Regions from separate parts of the Mus musculus genome. Here region 1 is linked to region 2. Evidence: chromatin contacts called from public Micro-C data. All regions are on one chromosome and are shown on one strand. The core of a region is the stretch at or near the end of the contact, and the rest is flanking DNA. Distances in the headings are between cores, read along the strand shown.

What was found. A called contact is a pair of places that touch in the nucleus more often than the background predicts.
Region 1: a Micro-C map of embryonic stem cells shows a contact between it and region 2, with 5 times the contacts expected there. The contact joins the promoter of Oxtr here to the promoter of Arl8b in region 2. A contact is called at or near these places in 1 of 39 promoter capture datasets (cranial neural crest) and 1 of 484 Hi-C or Micro-C datasets (embryonic stem cells).

What each region holds. Positions count from the first base shown.
Region 1 is chr6:112,488,527-112,493,281 of GRCm38.p6, reverse strand. It overlaps Oxtr (oxytocin receptor), which reads left to right and starts at 3,457. Exons shown (of 2, transcript NM_001081147.2): 1 at 3,457-4,403. The coding sequence starts at 3,485.
Region 2 is chr6:108,779,836-108,784,426 of GRCm38.p6, reverse strand. It overlaps Arl8b (ADP-ribosylation factor-like 8B), which reads right to left and starts at 1,368. Exons shown (of 7, transcript NM_026011.3): 1 at 1,050-1,368. The coding sequence starts at 1,172.

The DNA.
Region 1 (4,755 bases), core at 2,208-4,707, 3.7 Mb before region 2:
AGTTGACAACACTTCATCACATCCACGTGGGATCACCAATGCCCACCCCACTCCACTGGCATTTCAGGGAAGGACTCCTGTCATCTTTGATCCCAGGACAATGACTTCCTTGGTGAAACTACCTCCTGCGATCTCTCTAGGACCAAGTGCTTTGCCCACCTTTTGTTAGAATGCATCCTCACTACACTGAAATAGAAAGGCGTCTTTCTCTCTGGCTAGGATTCAAGGATGCCAGTGTGTGCCTTCTCCTTCCCCAGGGACCTTCAGAGGAGGTCACTAGGCAAGCAGAGCCTCTCTTCTTTGCCTGCTTTCCACACATACTGAGAGATTAAACCAGGAGGCTGTGAGTGTCTGACTGACTCTGTTGTTCAGATGCAGGCCAAGTTAGAGAACTTGGGTTTTGCCTGGGCTGAGTGGTCCTTACGAAATCCACAAGGATCACTTGCTACACAAGACTACACAGGTCAGGGCCTGTAGGGAAGGGGAGCCAGTGCTGGCGAGGTGGCTGACTAACGTGGCCCAGATAGCCGCTCTCCTCAAAGGGGAAGAGCAGGCTGCCTTCCGCAAGCCCAACATTCATTTTCCCAGATGTCCTACTCATGAGCTCACGAGGCTGATCCTTCCTCATCCAGCCACAGGGTGGAACAGGGATATTGGACCCACTGGAATAACGCCACACTCGTTGCACTTTAGAAAGAAAGGAGGGCCAAGAAGACGGCCTAGTGGGCAAAGCGAGTTAGTAAGGTGAGGACCCAAGTTTCAATCCCCAGAGACTAGGTAAAAGCCAAGCCTGTTAGCATCTTCCTGTCATTCCAGTGCGCCTGTGACTAGATGGGAAGCAGAGACAGGAGACTCTCCGGAAGCTTCCAGGTCAGCTAGCCTGGCATACGCAGCAGCAGACGACAGTCTGTCTCAAACAAGGCAGAAATTTAAGACTCACCCTTGAGCCTGTGGCGTGGCCTCCCCATGTGGGACACAGCATATGCCTCCCTGCCCCCACACATACACAGAAAGAAAACCAGAATGATAGGAGGACCACCCCCCTTATTTTACAGATGGGAAGCCTGGGGCCTCAGGTTAGGTCACTCCTGACCTGAGTGTTTTGTAACCTTAGGCTGTCATGTGTGTGACAGATACTAATGGTAATACTGTGATACAACTCCAGAGTGAGAAGATGATAGCCTTTGCCTCTCACCATTAACTAATGCCCAGGGAATCCCGAAGCCTCCTTGGCATGGAGAGTGTAGAACCTTGGAGCAGGGTCCTGGAAGACTCTGCCCCTAGGAGATCTTGGCACAGTGCTATAATTGCAGATTCGGGAACCACTGGTCTAGGATCACTTAAGTCTCTCCACATAATTAGAAGAGGGAGAAATAACATGTCAGGATAAAACATGCATCTAATCACGTTAGAGAGCCCTGTTCATTCCCCAGCCTTGGCCCTTTCTGTTCCTTTTGGTCCTCGGTCATTGTAAATCAGTTCAAAAAGTGATTTCAAAATAGGAAAGGACCACGCGGTGGAGAGGCAGCCCTTCACATTTAATCTTGCTCTGGCGCCAGCTAGGATTTTAATTTTGAAGCATGGTAAGAAGGCAGAGGTGGCCTTTGGCCCACTGAGAAGCAGAATAACCTTATACGCAGACAGACGGACTGGGGGTGGGGCGGGGATACAGGGTGTGTGTGTGTGTGTGTGTTTGTGTGTGTGTGTGTGTGTGTGTGTGAGAGAGAGAGAGAGAGAGAGAGAGAGAGAGAGGGAGAGAGAGACAGAGAGACAGAGAGAGTCAGAGAGACAGAGAGAGAGAGATTTCCATCATAAAGAGCCTAAAATAAAGATTTCTCTCAAGGCTGGTGGGAGGGGCAGACATCTCCCATTTCTTCTTAAAGCGAATGTGAGCAAAGCGAGTCCAAAGACAGAACTTAAGCTGAGCTCTCTTTAAAAAGATGTAAAGGAAAAAAAAAAACCGAAAAGGCGAAGAAATGCGTCTTTATTACAATTTACTCAGGGAAAAACAAATGTCACTTTCCAAGGTTCCTATATCTCTGAGAACGTCAAGAGCTAAACCGAGAGAGGAAGGAGCTAGGTGGGTTGTTTGGGAATTTTAAGCTACTATGAAATAAATCTGAGCGACTACCGGGTTAGCTGACCCGGATCACTGGGATCGCCGCGGCCGGTTTGCTCTGCCCCCTAGCGGACATATGTGGTGCCGCAGCTCAGGGTTCCCGTTGTGGAAAAGCTTCAGACAGCGCCGCGCGCTGACTCGGTCAGCTCACAGCCTGGCTGGCGCTCTCCCCTTGCCTTCCTAAGGCATCCAGCCACCAGCAAAGCCGCAGGCTAGGTAGGAGTTTGCAAAGACGCCGAGATCTCTACCCCTGGTGGCACGGAGGGTGGCGCCAGCAGCTTTCCCAATCTGGGCGGAGAATCCATGCATCTCTGAGGCCATCCACTGTGGTGCAACTTCCCCGGTGGCAAGGCAACTTTGGGCTAACCTGCAGTCTCGCTTCAAGTGGCTGGGTCCTGCGCACTGTGGCGACAGGATGCCTAGGACCTACCTGTAGGACCCTCAGGTTCGGAGGGAAGGATCTGGCGCGTTTCACGTCTCTGGTTCCGGGAGGTGCTCAGGGTGTACCGAGAGAGACTGAAAAGTGACAGCTTGGACGAAGGTGCAAAGCCCCTGACTGTCGGGGCTCCTGGGCTGGGGATTCTGTGAAAGGCGTCCTCTGGGGTCTTTGGCATAGCAGCCTTGCGTTGCGCGGGGGTGGGGGTGGGGGTGGGGGTGGGTGGGAGGTAAGGAGGGGGCACTATGCTCGCAGGCGGGAGTCCCTCCGGAAGCAAGCGGCGTTGGGAAGTTGTGGGAGCTGGGGCTGAGTCTTGGAAGCAGGAGGTGAAGAAGGATGGGCTTTTGGGGGGACCCCAGGAAGATGTACCCGTAGTAAAGCTTTTTACTACGGGGGCTGGCTTCGGGGATCCCTTAGGGCGTGGCTGTGCTGTGTCCTGACAGGAGAGGTGTAGGTTTGGGGGTTCTCTGTGGGGAGAGGCTGCTGGGGGTGTGTGTCCTTGTTCTTGGGCAGAGTGGTTAATCGCAAGCTTCCTCTCTGCAGGCAGAGCGGCTGACTCTTTCCTGGGACCTAAGCGCAGGGGCATCTGCAGAAGCTCAAAGGAGGTACCTCAAACTAGGATTCCTACGGTCACCACCGAGAAGTCACCACCACTGCGCAGCTCCAAGGCTGGGCTGGTGCACTGAGACTCAGGTAACTTCAAATTCCCAGGGAGGGGACACACACGCCCCACTCGCGGGTCCTAAGTGAAGCGCAACGGTCTTGTCACGGTTCTCCTGGTTTGTTTCAGGGAGAGGACAGGCAGGTCAGTGCCAGAGTGCTCCCATAGACACCTGGACTGAGCGCCGGGCCCCGCCCCACGTGCCACACTTTAAAGAGCCTCAAGGCCGGGTGCTCCCTCAGGGTCGCGGTCGCGGTCGCGGTTGGTCATGGAGGGCACGCCCGCAGCCAACTGGAGTATCGAGTTGGACCTCGGGAGTGGAGTGCCACCAGGGGCGGAGGGTAACCTCACGGCCGGGCCGCCACGACGCAACGAGGCCCTGGCGCGCGTGGAGGTGGCGGTCCTGTGTCTCATACTGTTCCTGGCTCTGAGTGGCAACGCGTGCGTGCTGCTGGCGCTGCGTACGACGCGCCACAAGCACTCGCGCCTCTTCTTTTTCATGAAGCACCTGAGCATCGCCGACCTGGTGGTGGCCGTGTTCCAGGTTCTCCCGCAGCTGCTGTGGGACATCACCTTCCGCTTCTACGGGCCCGACCTGCTGTGTCGTCTGGTCAAATACTTGCAGGTGGTGGGCATGTTCGCCTCCACCTACCTGCTGTTGCTGATGTCGCTCGACCGCTGCCTGGCCATCTGCCAGCCGCTGCGCTCACTGCGCCGCCGAACCGACCGCCTGGCGGTGCTGGCGACGTGGCTCGGCTGCCTGGTGGCCAGCGTGCCGCAGGTGCACATTTTCTCGCTGCGCGAAGTGGCGGACGGCGTCTTCGATTGCTGGGCGGTCTTCATCCAGCCCTGGGGACCCAAGGCCTACGTCACGTGGATCACGCTCGCCGTCTACATTGTACCGGTCATCGTGCTGGCCGCCTGCTATGGTCTCATCAGCTTCAAGATCTGGCAGAATCTGCGACTCAAGACGGCAGCCGCGGCGGCAGCTGCCGAGGGGAGTGACGCAGCCGGTGGAGCTGGCCGTGCGGCGTTGGCACGGGTCAGTAGTGTCAAGCTTATCTCCAAGGCCAAAATCCGCACAGTGAAGATGACCTTCATCATTGTTCTGGCCTTCATCGTGTGCTGGACGCCTTTCTTCTTCGTGCAGATGTGGAGCGTCTGGGACGTCAATGCGCCCAAAGAAGGTAGTGAGGGTGGAGAGGAAGAGGGTGGCAGGGCCAGGCCCTACTTCCACTATCTCTGGACTCCCAGGGTTCTAGGGTCTTTCTGGTTCCACATCATCATCAGTCTCTGGTGGCACTCCACTCCCGAGGTCCATCAGTCTCTGGACTTTGAGGAGGTCACTTCTCTGTGTCTCCAGGACTACAGCATAGAAATACCCACGAGAGTGCAAACTCTTGCCAGAAGGCAGGCAAGAACTCCAGTGCAGGCCTGGGGCAACTTTCAGTGTGAAAATTCTTATTGAGGAGGGGGAAACTGAGGCAGGCGACTGTCTTTCCTACAGAGAGACAGAATGGAAGTGGGTTTTCATCCTGA
Region 2 (4,591 bases), core at 119-2,618:
GCCTCCGCTCCTCTCTCTGACGCCTGTTGCTCTATTACTACAGGGACTGAGTCACACGTTACCTAGGTTTTCCCAGGGCAGTGTGTAGCCAAACCAGTCGGGCAGCTCAGCTGTCTCCTGTGTGAGGATTGCAACAATCCTCTTGAAGGTCTAGGAACTGCCGCCACTTCTCATCAGAACAATTGTAAAGCTCAACCCTCTAAGTACAGCCCTAAAACTGTGCAATGACTCCTTGGCTCCAAAGACTGACATTCACGCCCATTCCTTTCCCAACCAATCAAAGACGCAAAACTCAACGACCACTCTCCCACCGAATTCACATTATATTTACTAGGCAACTTCCCTGAGCCTCCATAAGCTACGTCCCAATCCAAACAAATTCCTTCTGCAAGAGGGAAGAAAAAAAAAAATCTCTCTAAAGACCAAAGCCTGCAAACTTTATGTTGAATGCAGATCCATCTATCTACCCGTTTAACACAATCAGCTGTGGAGAAACCGAGACTCGCCTCGCCCTTGCTCCCTGTCTTAGAAAATACTGGGATCTGAATGGTCTCTCCAACAGCTTCCCCCAGTAAGCTAGGTCATCAGTTTGCTCTCCGACGCTCCATGGACAAGTGACAAAGACCAAGCGAACTGGAGGCGCCGAGGCTCCCCCTGGCATTCACAGAAGCGCCCACACGGGTTGCCTGCTTTCACAATGCGACTCCATCGTCCCAAGTGGAGACTTAGGAGAGGCGTCCCCTTCGCAGGCGTTCTGGAAAAGGCCAGGCTCACCCGTCCGGGTGAACAAGTGACAGGTTGGAATTAACCCTTCAGCCTCTACGGCCCGAAAGGCAGCAAGTGTGGCAGACTCGGATTAACCCTTTCCAGGCCGTGTTAAAGGCACAGCCCCCACCACCACCACCAAAACGCAACGTGGAATTGACCCTCCTGCTGCCGACCCTCCGGCTACAACTCCGAGGCCCACACACGCAGGATCGCCCGGCCCGGCCTTCGGGGAGGTGACAGGCGCGAGACGCCGGCCAGGCCGCCCGCAGAGGGCTGCTCACCGCGATGACATTGACGAAGGTGGTCTTGCCGGAGTACTGCAGCCCCACGAGCGTCAGTTCCATCTCCTCCTTCCAGAAGAGCGAACGGAACCAGTCCAGCAGGCGGGAGATGAGCGCCAGCATGGCGGCGGCCGGCTGCGAGCGTGGACGGGCGCGGACGACAGCGGACACTCTTTCCCACGAGCGGGTATCGGCCCCGAACCCGCCAACGGCTCTTCGGCGGGGCCCCTGGCGCGACGCGGGCAGACAGAGGCTGGCGGCAGCGACGGCCGGAGCCAGGAAGCCCAGCGGGTCATATGACTCGCCCTACCCCCCCCACGCCTGGCCCAGCGCAGGCGCGGAAGCGCACGGAAAGAGCGGCGCGGTCCCGTAGACTCCCAGCGCCCTCCGGCGACATCGCCACCTGATGGTGAATCCCACGACACACCCTTCCCTCGCCTTGGTGCCAATTCACTTGTCACATGCCTTTCCTCTTTTCTTTTCTTTCTTTCTTTTTTTTTTTCCCCCCAAATTATGGGTCTCCCAGCAAACGCATGTCAACAATTTCAGTACTTGAGAGGTGGAGGCAGGAGGATCAAGAGTTCAATAAACACAGAAGGTGGGGTTACAGAAATGACTCGGTGGTTAAAAGTGCTTGAGGCTCTTTCAGAAGACCCAAGTTCAGGACCCAGCACCCACACCTGGCAGCCCTCATCAGCCTGTAACTTCAACTCTGGGGGATCCAGATCTAGGGCTTTCTGACCTTGTACATTCTGCAAACATATGCGCATACTCCCACAACGAAACACATAAATAATAATAATCTTTAAAAAAAAACAAAGAGTTGGTCCTCGTTCACTTTTTGATTGAATTTTCCTATAATTGTTCATTGGCAATGTACCCTGAAGGAAAAAGTTAATACTCGGAGGAATTGAACACGGAATAAAAAAAAAAAAAAATCAGAATCTGGGATGGGGATGTAACCCAGTGGTAGAATGCTTGCCTGGCCTGTATGGAGCACTCTGGGTCTAACTAGGGCTCAAGGGAGGATGGGGCAGAGGCAGTGATCCGAATGTAAAGTGAATAAATAAATGAATTAATTAATAGGGAAAATTTCTTTCCCAGCATGTGAAAGACACAGGGTTTGTTTCTAACACAGCAAAACATTAGTGACAGCAAAATCCCTGCCCTCCTGCGGGTTACAGTCCAGTGTGGAGAACAGAACATATACAGCAAACAAACGAGAAAATGCCACGTGGTACTTAACACTATAAAGAAGAGGAACAGAGAAGAAGCTGGAGCCGGCCTGCTTGTCTTTAAGTCAGGTGGTCCTGAGTGGAAAGGCTTGAGGGAAGTGAGAAGGAGAAGCAGGCTGACGTTTGGTAGAAGCACATTCCAGGAAAAGACCCTGAATGGGGAAGGACAGTGAAGTGGTTTGGACTTTGAAGGATGGTGTGCCTGGGGCGAGGGGGAAATGATGGAATTATATTTTAACTGAAAATATATTTTTAAAAAGGAACTCCAGCTGGCTGCCCCAACTTCCCCAGTTGATTTCTGCTTCATATTTGTAAATCTCTAACTTAATGGATGCTTTCTTTGTTAGCTCTCTCCATCAGCTACTCTAGTCATCTCTGCTGGATGTTGTGACCTTGCAGTTTGATGGAGTGGGGCTACCAGTCTACTACTTGCTATTTATCCTTTTACTTTCACTTGCTGTACACTTAAGAAGTTCATTTAAAACCAAAAGTGTAGCTATTGTAGGTTATTCTCTGGACAGTACCCAACACTGGCAAAGATCGGTGGAAGCCTGGAGTAGGGAGAGGTGGAAGAGAATTCAGGGACCAGAGGGAGTGGGATATGGTGGCACGAGTTTGGACTTGATTATACAAGATGGGAAGACAGAAGGTAGCCTGAAGACTTAATTGTTTTTACTGTGTGTGTGACTTGCCTGCACATGTGTCTTCGCACCACATGCATGTGGTACCTGAGAAAAGCAGAAGAGGATATTGGGTCCCCTGGAACTGGAGTTACAGACAGACAGTTGTTGACCTCCATGGTGGTCCTCTGCAAGAGCAGCAAGCACTCAACTGCTGTGGTACCTCTGTAGCCCCTATGAAAAGACTGACTGTGTGTGTGTGTGTGTGTGTGTGTGTGTGTGTGTGTGTGTGTGTGAGAGAGAGAGAGAGAGAGAGAGAGAGAGACAGAGACAGAGACAGAGAGACAGAGACAGAGACAGAGAGACAGAGAGAGAGACACACACACAGAGAGAGAGAATTGGTCCGAGGACAATTTGTAAGAGTTGATTCTCTGCTATGTGGGTTCCAGGCTGTACAGCAAGTGCCCTTACAAGCTGAGCCACCCTGCCAGACCTCGTTACATTTCTCAACGTTTACTGGGAATATTGCTGCCAAACCTGACAACCCAAGTTCCATCCCCAGGCCTCTCACAATGGAAAGGAAAAAAAAAAATAGTTATAGCAAGTTGCTCCCTGATCTCCACATACCTGGCATGGCTCTTGTGCACAAATCAATAAAGAAATGTTAAAAAGAGTTTGTTTTAAAGTTCAATGAAGGGGCTGGAGAGATGGCTCAGTGGTTAAGAGTACTGACTGCTCTTCCAGAGGTCCTGAGTTCAAATCCCAGCACCCACATGGTGGCTCACAATCATCCGTAATGGGATCTGATGCCCTCTTCTGGTGTGTCTGAAGACAGCTACAGTGTACTCATATACATAAATAAATATAAATAAATCTTTAAAATAAAAAAAATAATAAAGTTCAATGAAGCAGGCCTATAGAAAATTGCCTAGCCGGGCGTGGTGGCACGCGCCTTTACTCCCAGCACTCGGGAGGCAGAGGCAGGTGGATTTCTGAGTTCGAGGCCAGCCTGGTTTACAAAGTAAGCTCCAGGACAGCCAGGGCTATACAGAGAAACCCTGTCACGAAAAACCAAAAAAAAAAGAAAAAAAAGAAAAAGAAAAAAAAAAAAAGAAAATTGTCTGTAGGAGAACACTGTGGTTTGTCCTTCCTCTGTCCCCTAAAGGATAAGACACTTTGGTTTGAGGTTTCTCACCTCCAGAACTGTTAGAAGAAAACTTTCTGTGATTGTAAGCTGCTTAGCTACTGGAACTTCAGCTCTAAAACCTAATTGAGGAGGCGAATGGAGGCTGTGTTGGAGGCCAGCTCAGAAGGCTGTTTCTCTGGTTTGTGGAGGGAAAATGGTAGCTTGGTCTCTAACTCTGTAAGCACTGTGTGCTCTCTTTTATGAACCCTCCATTCTAAGAAGCTGGGTAGCATAATTAGCCCACTCTTGTTCTTATTGTAGATACTGAGGTGCAGAGATCAAGCCCAAGGCCCCATGCCTCTTATCTACATCCCTAGCTTACACTAAAGTTTGGTGGTGTTGCTGCTGCTGCTGCTGCTGCTGCTGCTGCTGCTGCTGCTGCTGCTGCTGCTGCTGTTTGAGACAGGGTCTAATCTAGCTTCAAGTTATCTGCAATCTAACTCTGTAGCCCAGAACAGTCTTGAACTTTGACCTCTGACCTTCATTTCCTGAAGCTTGGCC